Regions from separate parts of the Triticum aestivum genome. Here region 1 is linked to region 2. The links are chromatin contacts, called in public Hi-C maps. All regions are on one chromosome and are shown on one strand. Each heading gives the region's core, a stretch centred on a gene start, on an enhancer-like site or on the middle of the called end of the contact. The rest is flanking DNA. Distances are from core to core; before and after follow the strand shown. Region 1 holds the start of LOC123119884. Region 2 holds the start of LOC123119883 (mitochondrial import inner membrane translocase subunit TIM22-3).

What was found. A called contact is a pair of places that touch in the nucleus more often than the background predicts.
Region 1: a contact with region 2 is called in a Hi-C map of leaf, with 4 times the contacts expected there. The contact joins the promoter of LOC123119884 here to the promoter of LOC123119883 in region 2. A contact is called at or near these places in 2 of 5 Hi-C or Micro-C datasets (both in leaf).

What each region holds. Positions count from the first base shown.
Region 1 is chr5D:131,528,797-131,534,915 of IWGSC CS RefSeq v2.1, forward strand. It overlaps LOC123119884, which reads left to right and starts at 1,585. Exons shown (of 4, transcript XM_044539847.1): 1 at 1,585-1,895; 2 at 2,024-2,103; 3 at 3,581-3,773; 4 at 4,318-4,889. The coding sequence starts at 2,050. The coding sequence ends at 4,448. LOC123124483 (a long non-coding RNA gene) reads right to left here and starts at 592. Exons shown (of 5, transcript XR_006461092.1): 1 at 542-592; 2 at 339-437.
Region 2 is chr5D:130,675,904-130,682,488 of IWGSC CS RefSeq v2.1, forward strand. It overlaps LOC123119883 (mitochondrial import inner membrane translocase subunit TIM22-3), which reads right to left and starts at 2,231. Exons shown (of 5, transcript XM_044539846.1): 1 at 1,864-2,231; 2 at 375-439; 3 at 199-271; 4 at 23-76. The coding sequence starts at 2,116.

The sequences.
Region 1 (6,119 bases), core at 335-2,834, 850 kb after region 2:
TGTGGCAATTAATCAATCATATATTAACTGCGGCAAAAGAGCTATGCACATTATCTACTCTACTTCTCTACCTAGACCAGTCCACCAATCCTATGAAACTTCATCAATTGCAGATGCATATGTTGATCTTATAGGAGTTTAAATGAGATGTCGTTTTAAATTCGTCTTGTATATGAAGACCATAGAAAATGTAAAATCAAAATGTAAGTAAAACGCTGCCAGTAGGTTTTGATTCACATGTACAGCGGCTCCAAATTGCATGAAACTAACAATCATTTTCGCAAATATTCAAAGAAACCATGGCCACACATTTGCAAATATCTTGCGTTCTTGCTTACCCCTAACGTGTAAGAACCATAGGTCAGGACCGCAGCCGTCCCTCGCCTCGGGGGAACCCTCTCCTCACACGCCACCGCCTTGGCCCAATCCGTCACAATCTGCAAGAGCAAGAAGCGAAAACAGAACAAATCAGGAACTCCAGCCTGACGCACATGCCTGCAATATCCGATTTTTCCAAGCCGGAATCTCCATGTCCCAATACCTTCTTGAGCTCGCGGATGACCTGCTCCCTCGTCTCCTACTCCTCGGGTGTTGGGATGACCCCCTTGTCCGTCAAGAACTGCATCATCCCCAAGAAAAGGAAAGCACGAGATTACTCAGAGATAACCGGAGACAACAGAGAAACCAGAGGAATTCGCGGCCGACGGGGGGCTCACCTGGACGAGGAAGTGGGTCCTTCCCTCCTGGCGCTAGAGGAGAAGGGGTGTCGGGGGCGGCGAGAGGGGGCTGATGGAGAGGACCCGCGTCGACGGCAGAAGCAGGGAGGGGGAAATCGCGGGCGCGCGTGGACGTGAGAGCGAGCCTCACGGAGGCCGCCGCCGCGCACGCCACGCTGCTCGCCCTCGCGCTCCTCCTATTGCTCCTCCGCGGCGCGCGCGCCCTCGCCTCGTGCTGCGCCTCGTGCCTCAAGCCGCCCCGCCGTCGGCGCCGATGGGGGCCTCGCAGAGGCGCCCCTCCTCGCCTCCTCGCCGCCCGTCGGGGGCGCCTGGTTCAGGGCCGCCCTCGCCTGCTGCACCGCGAGGGCAAGGGAGGACGGGTAGCGTCGGCGACATGTTGGAGAGAGAGCTAGGGTTAGGGAAGGAGAAAAAGGAAGGGGGAAGTGAGGAGAGGAGGAGAGGAGGCCGACGCGGTTACAACCAATCGGGAACCCTCCTCACCCATACGTGAAACCCAGCCATCCACACCAGCCACACACACACACGTGAAATTCCACCCTTGCCCTCTGCGAGCTCTGAAAATTACACGCGGTGGCAGCTCGGTTCGATCCGACGGCCTTGGTCACTCCAGAGCGAGATCCGACGACCTGGATTTGTTCATCTGGAGATCCGACGGAGAGGATTTGTTCGGGAGCGAGATCCGACGGTCAAGAATCCAAACGCCTGATGAGGCTTCATTTTACTCTGGACTCTAATAATGGAATGATACCCAATCTTTGCGTATTCGCGAAAAAAAAACAGTGAATATCCCCAACGTCTACCACCAATCATGTCGGCCAAACGATCCCAGCCGTCACAATCCATCTCTGTGCAGCAGCTGACTTTTCCTATCCTCACTCCCGTAGCTTTCCTCTTCCTCCCACCCCGATCGATCCCTTCCTCTTTCCCCAACGCTGCTCTCCTGCTCTGCTCTACTCAAGCTCCAATCCTCTCCTACAGTCCACCACCACCGTGCTCTATATCTCCCGTCGTGCAGTAGCTTCGCTTCACCGCCGCGCCTCACCCACCCAACCGCTCCGCCTCTCACGCTCATCTCGACTCCATCGCCGTTCCCCTTCTACTCCCGTCGCGTCCCTGCCGTCTCCACCCCGTCCGCGATCTCGGGCATCGTTTCTTTCGGTATGGGATTTTGGTTATTCATCAAGGAATTATTAGTCTTGAACTAACTTGAGCTAATGTTGGGTGCGCCGGTGCGCACGCGCCACACCATCTAGATCTGACACTGAACCTTGGGTTGGGTCTTGCAGTGGGGTTGGCTGACGGGAGGAGGGAGATGAGCCGTGGGAGGTCTCCGGAGCCGCTTGATTTCTTCATATGGACTGTCGAGGTGCTAATCTGTAGTGACGGTGGTTTTCCTCTTCTGTTTCCGTCGTTACTTGACTGCCAACTTTGTTGAAATTCACTGTATTTTCGTTCTGCAGCTTACTTCGTAAACATTCCTAGGAGCTTTAACAGTCTGATTCTTTCTTTGGATTCATACAAATTTGCCCCTACAACGCTTTATCGATTTTGTGGGCAGTGTTTTAGTTCTTTAGTTTCATCTTGTTTGTCCTCAACCCTTCTTGAGATAATTTAGTCCACTATTTGGAATCCGTTTGATGATCTGTTGTGATGCTTGATGGTGGTTTCTACTCAATTTTATGCAAAAGATAAATATTCGTGAGTACCTAACTACCTCTCCGTATGTCCTGGCCCATTCTCTTAGAAGTACATAGTGAGGGGGTATGGTGAGCTCATGTCGTGAGAGTGATACTTGGTTCCCCTTTGCTTTGTCATCATGGCAAATAATTAAATCAATATCAACAATTTGAGTAACCAAGTGATACTCTTCCGACCATGAGCACTATATATCACTTCCGAAACATTTCCCAGGCTGCATTGTACTCAGGCCTGGCACTGAGCCAGAATGGGATTGGGCTATAATTGAGCCTTACTTTGGCGTGTCTTGTATTGACCACGTGTTGTGTTTGATACTTGGATGAAGCCGGTCTTAACTTTGATGAGATGAACTTTAGATCCCTGGGAACGGTTTTTTATGCCATGTCGTTTGGGACGTATTCTACCTTTTCGTTCTATTGGTAAGATTTCAAACTAGCTCCTAAATTTTAGCATAATGAGTTCCGAATTCTTCGTTAAATTGCTATGTATTGTTTGGATTTAGGAAAAAAGATTGCCTTGTTGAATGATCATTTCTTTCGCACCTTTAAGGCGCTCCTGTCTTCTGAAAAACTGGCAACATGGAGTGAAAAATTGGCTAGATGACTTCTGCCCGGCAATCCTAGCTCTATTTCACTAAAATGATAGACTACACTACAAAACTACAATCACTCCTAGAATTGCTTCACAAGGCAGCTAGTTTAGTTGGTAAAATAGCCATGCTAGGAAGTTTTCCCAAACTAAGCAACACGATTTTGTGGGAAAAAATGAAGGTTGGGAATTGTTGGTGCTGTTTTATTTTTCTTTGGAGTGGACCATCTTGGTGCTCTGCGTGCTCACAGCTGTATGCTTGTTTGACATGCCCACAAGTTGGTTACTGAATTTGGATCTGCATTATTTTTTCATAATCACCAGTAGCCAATGGTATGATCTGGGTTTGGTCGCTTTAAATTTAGATAGGCATTTCATTCAACCCTCTTAAAGGGCATTGACTCTAAATTTCTTTCTTGATTCATTCTTTATGTTTGACTGTCTGCATTTGTTCTAACTGATCTTGCTACCCATCTGTCTTCTGATTTAAATTTGAACCACTGTCAGACGCAAAAGCTAAAGGGTATTCACCTAATAAGGTTATTGTTTTCTTTCAGGACGTCGGCTTGTGGCTTGAAGAGATAAATCTTGGTGGCTACAGACAAGTTTTTGAAGAAAATAGTGTCAATGGAGAGTATCTGGAGAGCTTGTCGATGTTTACTACCGAGCAGATTCTGCGGTTTATCAGGCGGTGCCATATGAAATGGGGAGACTTTATCACATTGTGCAAAGAGTTGAGGCGCATTAAAGGTTGGTATATTCCTGTTTCTTCCTTGAGAGCATCTATAAATCATCTCTGCTACTGTGATAACCATTTCAGTACTTGTTTCTTTCATATTTTGCTCATTAGTTTTCATTTGACTGTATGATGCACCATGCAGTCAATCGGAGTGCAACCCTATTTCTCTCACCACTGCTCTTTTCTTTTTGAGCTCAAGCTCAATTAGTTGGTATTGCCTCTTCATGCTACATAAAAGCTTAGTGAAAGCTTAGAGTGTGAGCTGAGTCTTGTGGAAAACAGTTGTGCCAGCACGGTTCAGCTGCCAATTTGCTTTCTGTTCTGTTAGCTTTCATCAGTAAATACATTTTTTGGCCGCAAGTTTATGATGCTAATATATAGATCGGTTCTTTTCAGCATCTTGGTTTGGTGTAAATGAGCTGCATAAATGAATTTGACATGATTCAAATACGTAGATCTGTTGTATTTTATTGATAGATGAACATCATACTCCATTGGTTGTGTGTCCACACTTGGAAGATTGCTCTGTCTGACTCCTGCTAATTTGATCCACAGTTGCCTGCCTGAAAGGGGAGCAAGAAGTCCGGAGGCCATGGTGGGCACCATCTTGCCTATCAGTGGTGTTTGTGAGGGCGGCAAAGCGGAACCGACAGTCCCGAGTTGTCTCCCTGAAGCTGGAACCTTGATGCTCGCTGGCCGCGCCGGAACACCGCGCCGAGCTATCCCCCAGATTCTCTGCCTTACGGGCACTGCAACCGCGCTATCCCCACAATGTAGGAGCAGCAGTATGCTCCGTGTCCAACCCGTTTCTCTACCCCTGTTTTGTATTCCTTTTTCATCTTATAATATAGGTTTGTGGAATAGCAAGTAACCTGATGTTACCTGAAGTGGATAAGTATATGTGCAGATGGTTCCTGTATAAGATCTGCTTCTTGCATATCAGCTTGAGTTGTTCTTGGCTCAAGAATGGTCTAGAGCAGTAGATCTTCATGGCACTGAAATCGATGATGTTCTTATTTTGTTAATGCTGGCCAGAACATCAATATGATATGGTTGTGGCATGAAACGTTTTTGTTGTATGTGTGTGGTTATGCTGTAGGAGTATAAATGTGTAACAGCATCTCCAACATGCAACAGATGCCTGCCGTGCCCTAGAACAGTCATTTTGGGCCAAAAAATCCCAATTTTTTTTGCTACTTGTGTTGTATGTTTGTAGCGCCTCTAATGGCTGTTGTGTGAACCCCAACTGCCCTGTTGAAATTTACCGCCGCCGAATCACCTCGCACCCACGACCGCGCCGGCCACCTATGTACTTGCCATGAAAGGCAACTCTGGTGTGGCTGCCGGCCTCGTCGCTGCTCCCGCCCGACCTGTATGATGTCCCTCCCGTGGTTCATGTCAACAGTGGAACCAAGTTGAAGCCCAGTCATGGACACTCTCCAATAAGCTCATATGCTTCAAGACCTCTTTGTGGTGTATAGAGAGCTCATTTACCGTTGTCATAATTTCAGAGGTTCTAAAATATAATATTATCTCAATAGTTTCAGCATAATCAAAGGGGTAGTGATCACGGTTATATGATGCTACCCCATGGTTAGGATGGAATTTGCAGCTAAAGCTCATATGGTTATTGGATTTGCAATGCTCACAAAATGTAGGGAATTCAAATATACTTTGAGCACAATAATCCAACACCCTCAGTCTATCATCCACTTCAATAACTTAAAGAGAATATCAGTATTGTTCATAAACCCTTTCTCTCTTCTTGATTTCCTCTCTTGTAGCAACTTCAGTTCCTACAATGACATCTAGGAGGACATATAGCAAGATTTTTTTTATATATATTTTTGGATTAAAGAAAAAAAAAAGATAAATAGCAACAAACAAAAATAAACTATATGTGAGCGGGTAGGTAATGACCAAGTGCTATGCTCCCGGCAACGACGCTAGAAAATGCTTGGTGTCCTGCAAGTGCACATGGCTTTGTAGTAATTTCACGGTAAGGGGAGCGAATAGGAAGGCGCCACTAACCCCGCAACTACTTGTCACTTACGCAGTTTGGTACACCCAGACTGGAGTTTAAAAATAGTCTGTTTTAATCTCTTGCTAGGAAAAAGAATAAAAAGGGTTTTATCAAAGCAACGAACAGAAAGGTAAAATCCGGAAGTAAAAAGGTACTAAACTAAGTGGAGGCGGAGTTTGTGTAGTAAAGCGTTCTCGATGGTTCTGAAGTCATCACCACAACTATAATCTGCTCGACATATGTGAACGGATAGTTAAGTATATGTCACCTATCCACTTGAATATGATTATGTGTGGGTGGAGCCGAATGAAGATATGTGCATACGTGTCGCAGC
Region 2 (6,585 bases), core at 981-3,480:
AATTGCATTGCTATAACTTTACCTGGAAAACTCAAAGCAAGGCCAGTGCAACAGCCTGCAACTCCTGCGTTAATAACTGCAGACAAAAGATCCACAAGTCAATGGTCATCCTTGTCATTTTAATTTTATACACCCTAAGTACTTCAAAAAAGGTAGCAGGCTAGCAGCGCAATCTTAAAGGGGGCATCAAAGACAGACCGTCATCTTTGCCACGTAGCTTTCTCAAAGAGCAAGAAACCAAGCTTTGAACGCCGGCAAGAACAGCAAATATCTAGAACAACAGAAATAATTCTCAATATGATGGTTAACAGAGAAAAATCTATTACAAATGAAGTGAACATTGGTATCCAACAATGAACTATGTATCATCATACCTTAGCAGAAGAGGCAGCGTCAGCAAATGAGCCTTTAAACCCTTTTGTAGTAACCAAACCTTTTCCTAAAAGGTCACCAGATATAGTTAACATAACAAAGAGATAATTGTTGTGTTTTGAATAGAATGATGACACACAGCAGGGCAGCCTGACAGCACGTATGCCAAACAAAAATATTGTGCACAATAAACATACAAGGCTGAACCAATTCCAATTTACAGGTAGCATTAAATGATTGAATTGATTTGACATGACCACCAGATTCACTACCATATTCCATAAAAGATCTACGTTGTTATATTCAAGGTGGTAACGGCCGTAGCTAGATAGGCTATTTTTGTTATCCGCAAATTAAGGCGGCATTTAGTTGGTGATAGGTTCATTGGGCCTCAGCCTGACTGTCAGTGGTGGAGTGCACAAAGCAGTAATTGGTTTGTTTATAAAAAAATTAGACCAGTAGTTAAGTATCACCCATGCATGGCGAGCAACTTAACATGATAACAGCCGCCGCCAAGCTCCATACATGCCTCCTTTACTAAGAAAGACCCTGCATGAGAATGCAACGTCGGGACCATCTAATCTACCAATTAATCACCAGGTCAAGGTAAAACAGATTTGACAATTGACATGCTTTGGATTTTGGGCATCCAAAAACTTCTATGGATGACAGTGAGACACAAAATCCAAATATTGTATTCTAAAATTAGGCGTGTGCGTGAACCTATTTCTGTGCCCAAACCACTGGTAACAGATTAGCAACCAAAAACTGAGCTAGGTGTGTAACTCCATTGTTTCTTTGTGAGTTGCTTTTACTTTAGTTCTTAGTCCATAACAAGTTGTATGAACACAGTAAACATATGAGTTGAAAGTGTGTCCATATCCAGTTTGGTATGTTTGTGTGAGCCAAAAGGAAGTTATCTACCAAATTTTCTGAGAAAACCCGCACATGTTCTGTCACAATTTTTTCATTTGGCAGCATTAGCAAGTAATTTTATTTTATTGCAAGGAATAAACACATACTGCAGCTTCCAGATAGGTACGTATGCATGCAGCCAGGCCTTAAATCAAGTATAAACGGAGCACAAAAAATTTGGTTTTGCCAACATTTCTGAGAAATTTCGCACATGTTTCAATCTAAGTAACCACGTGATTGTTCATGAGGAATAATTATTTGCGGTTAACTGTAAAATCCATCAACAATTTACTCCACGATCCTCGGTGCCAGTGTCACACAAATTCAACAAAATTGCTACAAGTTCAACTGTCCTGAACATGTAATTATAATCAGCTGCATGAAACAGATTAGACAAACACCTTAAGACATAACCTTATCGAATATAATCAAATCTCATCTCCTGCCCGTCAAAAACCTTATCAAATTACGAGAGGCCTAGAATAGAAAGGGAGCCAGCCAGGACCAAAGATCGCAGAGCCCTAACCCTAACGGACGTGTCGAGCCGAACGAGGAGGTGGAGGGACGGGGTGTTACCATATCCAACGACGGCGCCGACGAGGGAACCGGCGGCCGACTCCCAGGCGAAGCGGAGGAGGCAGACCCCAGGCGCCGCGGTGGCGGCGGAGAGCGGGCTCGGATTCCGCGACACGGAGAGGCGCGTCAGTATGGGGTTGGCGCGGGGGCCCCTCCGCGGCTGATGCGGGGACTCGTCGGAGGACTCGGCGTCGGTGGTGTCACCGCCATCGGAGGAGTAGTTTTCGTCCGGCTTCGGGTCGCCGCTCGCCATGGCCGTCGGTCGTGCTCGTGACACTGCTGTTCGCGTGTACGCGCGCGCGCGTGTCCCTTAGCAGCAGCAGCTCGTCACGGGTACAGTGGCAGTGGGACTTGTATTCGTAAGATTCAGCTATTTGCCCGTGCAATGCGAGCAATGCGTTTTCCTCTCGTGACAGGGTCATGTTCCGACGGCTCCACTTTTTCTTTTTCGGGGAGAAAAAGAGTTTATTTCAAAAATAGAGTTACATTGCAAAGGCGAGAATTCCTCGGTACATGGAGGCTCTCTGTGTAGCCAAACACCAGTGCTACATTCAGTATGACTATATCTCGCTAAACAATCTGCCACTATATTCTGAGAATGATGAAGATTTTGCGAAATAAACTCCCGACCTCTCGTATGGCTAGAATCTCCAATGTCAAATGTCCATATGAAGTCCGAACTAGTGACCCATCACAGAAGATAGTTAGGGCATGGACGAGTCTGACTGCACAATGACGACCGGAAGTTCCGTGTGTTGCAGGGCTAGCGCCATGCCCTGCATCGTAGCGTGAATCTCTGCTTCTAATGCATCATTGCAGTGGAACAAATACATGTAGGCTCGTCGATGACCTCTCGATCATCGATGGTGAGGGGGGCGCCGGATCCCGCTCATGTGGATTTTGTAGTTTTAGGTTTTGGTTTGTCCGACGTCTTGGCTTTGGCGACGATAACGGTGGCACTGAATAAAGTTCCTGATTTTTCCCGGCGAGGCGATCGACTAGCCTCTTTAAGCGGGGATGTCGTGACGATGGCAGCATCGCTGTGTTGAAATGTGTTCTCTGTAGAGGCATGGTACTTGGGACACGGTCCAGAAACGGATGCAGATAGTGGTTTGCATTGACGACATCCGAAAGACGAATCGTGTGCTAGGCGTGGTTGATGGCTGGCAGGTATGGTCTCATCCTCCAGTATTTTTGTCGTGCAGGGTCCAGATCTAGAGTTCGATGGCGTATCCGGGTGCTACCTCGGTCACATTCTTTCAACTGTAATGGATATGCCTTTGGTAAGACACTTTGGAGGCCCGTGAAGCTTCATATTAGCGACGGAGACACATCGGGCTCGGCTGAAGGGGTGATTCGTCGTATTTTCCTTTGGCGGCGGCTGTGGTGGTGCCGTAGGCAGGTGACAGGTAGTGGAGTCATGCACAGGGGTTCATCGATCTTGATTGTAATTTTCTTTCTTGGTTGATGGTCTTTTGTGTAAAGGCTAGCGTTCTGTTATTGTTCGGTTTTGTCAAGTCGGTGTCTATGTGGCTCGTATCTTCACCTTTGTTATATGAATGAGACACGACTACTGTGAAAACAATATGATCACTCTGTTATCTCATCTCGCAATCCCTCTATAAGTATTTGTTAGTGGCTTCACCCTTTGTAAGATAAATGGGTCAATTGGGCTAAAGCGGAAGAAAAACCTGTATCTATTGATGGCGAGCCCAAATAATTGAAACAAGCAAGATACCATCTCTTCTTTAACTGATCTAGACAGAGCAAACCTCAACTGATGCGACCAAAGAGCAAGTGGCTGAACTGCTCTTCCTTGCTATGAATAAAATGGAGAGTAGGACCAAACTCTTAAAACTCTAATTACCAATATCTTTGGATACGTAGACCAGGAAGAGTTCCTCCAATCTCTTTAAACACACTAATTGGGAAAGTGGTAGGTGTCTATTAATGGCTATTCCTAGCTCGGCTCCGATGAGATGTAAACATAGAGGAGCTCAATGTTGTTTCACCAATGTGTTGGCATTATCTTATTCCTCATTCATGGAGGTTTCCAACCACAAAGGCTTGGCCTCGGTTGTGTTGCCACAACGGTTCCACCAAGTGCAAGCCAACTTATCCCACTATGTCTCATTGAGCGCAAAGGTCAAACCTCGCTCAAGGTAGGTCTTGGCATGTAGAAGGTGATATGCAGACCTTATGCAAACTCTTGATTCCTTCGCAATGCGAGTGTTGTTTCGTATAAACAGCGAAGATATGGGGTATCTCCCATAACATAGTCAAGACAATCACAAACATGGGATTGGTCTGACGACCTTATACCAAAGATCGTTGTGCCAAAACACAGTCGACGCCTCAACTTGTTTTTTAATAGGTTCAATCGACTTGTTGAAGCGCGACCTAACCTATGTTAGGAGAGGTGTCGAGGGGGGTTCAAGCATCAAGTTGGGTCATGGCAAAATCTCCGTAGACGAGTAACTCAACACCGAGGCACTCCTCGCATCATCATTTTGAGGGCGAGAATAACTCCTCGAATCCAAACTATGGCTCACTCCTAGAGCTCTAGCCCTCTCCCCTTGAGATTATTCCGATAATGGGGAATGAGTTACATACCCATAGGGGCTTGTATGGCTAGGGTGTCTCAAAGCTAAAGAAAAAAATGTTTTGCGGTTGCAAAAATTTGGGATAATAAAAGAAACGCGAACAAGAAGATGTACCCCAATGTTCAGTCCCTTGGAAGGGGGTTAGTCACTGTTGGAGAGGTGGAAATTCCATGAAGGAAGACCAACACCACAAAGGCTCGCCTTCTTCTCCTTGATACTCCTATATCACAACAAAAGCTATTCTCAACCACTCATGCTAGATCTTGAGGTGGTCTCCAAATCTACAAACTTTAGGGCAGATCACAGATCAGTTTTCTTGCTGGGAACTCCTACCGCGCCTAGGAGTCTCCTAGGGTAACAAGATCGACGGGAAAGCTTTCAATTGGTCTCTGACCATCAAATTAAATGTGAATAACCAGTCCTCCTCTCTTTGAATCAAGAGGTGCTTTTTCGGTTTTTGTGCGTGCTTCAAACAAGTTTTGTCTTCTCCATATTACCATATCTCTAGTGTCAATATATATATATATATATATATATATATATATATATATATATATATATATATATATATATATATATATATATATATATACGAGGAACTATCGAAGGTGTCCTTGGGGTGATCTTGTAGTTCCTACGGGGTGGAGACAATGGGGTCGGTCCATGGATTTTCCTTCCTATTGCTATATTTCGCTCGAAGGGTTATGGATTAACAACCTTTATTTGGTTGTATTCACATTCATATTAACCAATCATAACAGCAATTAGGTGTGATAGTTGGCTACTCTTTTGAGTATCTATTTATTTTTATTGGTATCTATGGACTCTTTTTAGTCCTATGAGACACGACTGAATGAGCTATTTTACCTCAGGACCTCCCCAAGAGTATCGCCACCACAATAGAGTTTAACCACCAAATTCAAGATGGATTGGTGTGGTTCCTCATTTCTTAAAATATCCCATATATGCACGAGAAAATGAGGAAGAGGACAAATATATCCATCAACTCACCCAAACCACGAATCCAATTAGTAAAAAAAGAAGTGGATTTGTACTTGGATGAAACCATGTCTCAAATCTCTCCACAAATTCCTCGAGCCGGTTAAGGCAATGGTCATTCATCCCGTCTGACAGGTGGCCATCGCGGGCAATCAGTTGTTACAACGATCAGGTAAGGAGGGAGGGGCATGGAGCTAGGAAAGCAGCATAAGTTACTATCATGGGAGCGTTTTCAAAAAGGTTGCCATGGCGGCCATGTTTGTTGTCATGGCACGAGTTTCGGAAGCAGCTCAATTTCAATCGAATCGATCATATATTTGGTATATGGTTATAAGATTTTAAATTACCACCAATTTTTGTTCTAAAAGTGAAGCCATCCTTAGGATCGGTTTGACCAATGTTTGTTTTGCGGTGTGCATTAGTTAGGGGCAGAGAAAGGAGTGCGTTCGCCTCCCTCCCAAAAGTGATGCCAACAGTGATGAATAGTCGCATCCATGAACGGGGTATGAGTGGTCGTGTGCATGGAAGTTTGGCATCTGGACAGCTTACCTCGAGTCGTAAAGTTCGTCTCAATGTTCATCTTGTTGTGCGAGTCTGTTGTTATACATGTAATGTGTACTACTCAGTCTTTTTTGCTGATCTTTAATTGAGATCTTATGATGGGCGTTGATTGAGATTTTATGATGGAGGTGTATTGGTTGTTCTTATTTAGTTTTTCTGGTCCCAAACCATGTAACTATATGTGTATTAGGCTGCCATCTATTACGTTTTTGATAATACATTTCTTACGTGTGATCGTTGACGTATGTTTGGTCTTCTGGTTGGGCGTTGTGCCTGGATGTGGTTCACTCCCTTGTGATGTTGGCGGGGGTGTGACGCTCATGGACCTCGCCTGGCTATCCCGTCTAGAGTTGGCTGGTGATGTGCTTAGTGTGGAGCGGGTATTTGTCCGCCCAATACGATGGACAAGGGGCTACCAGAGGGGATAGAAGGTCCGTGTTTTGTTCACGCCTTGCAATGCTGGCGGGGTACAACACTCATGGATCACACTTGACTATTCTGTCTAGAGCCTGCTTGTGATGGGCCTGACGGGTATAGAAGGCTCGCTGCTGGGACTAGC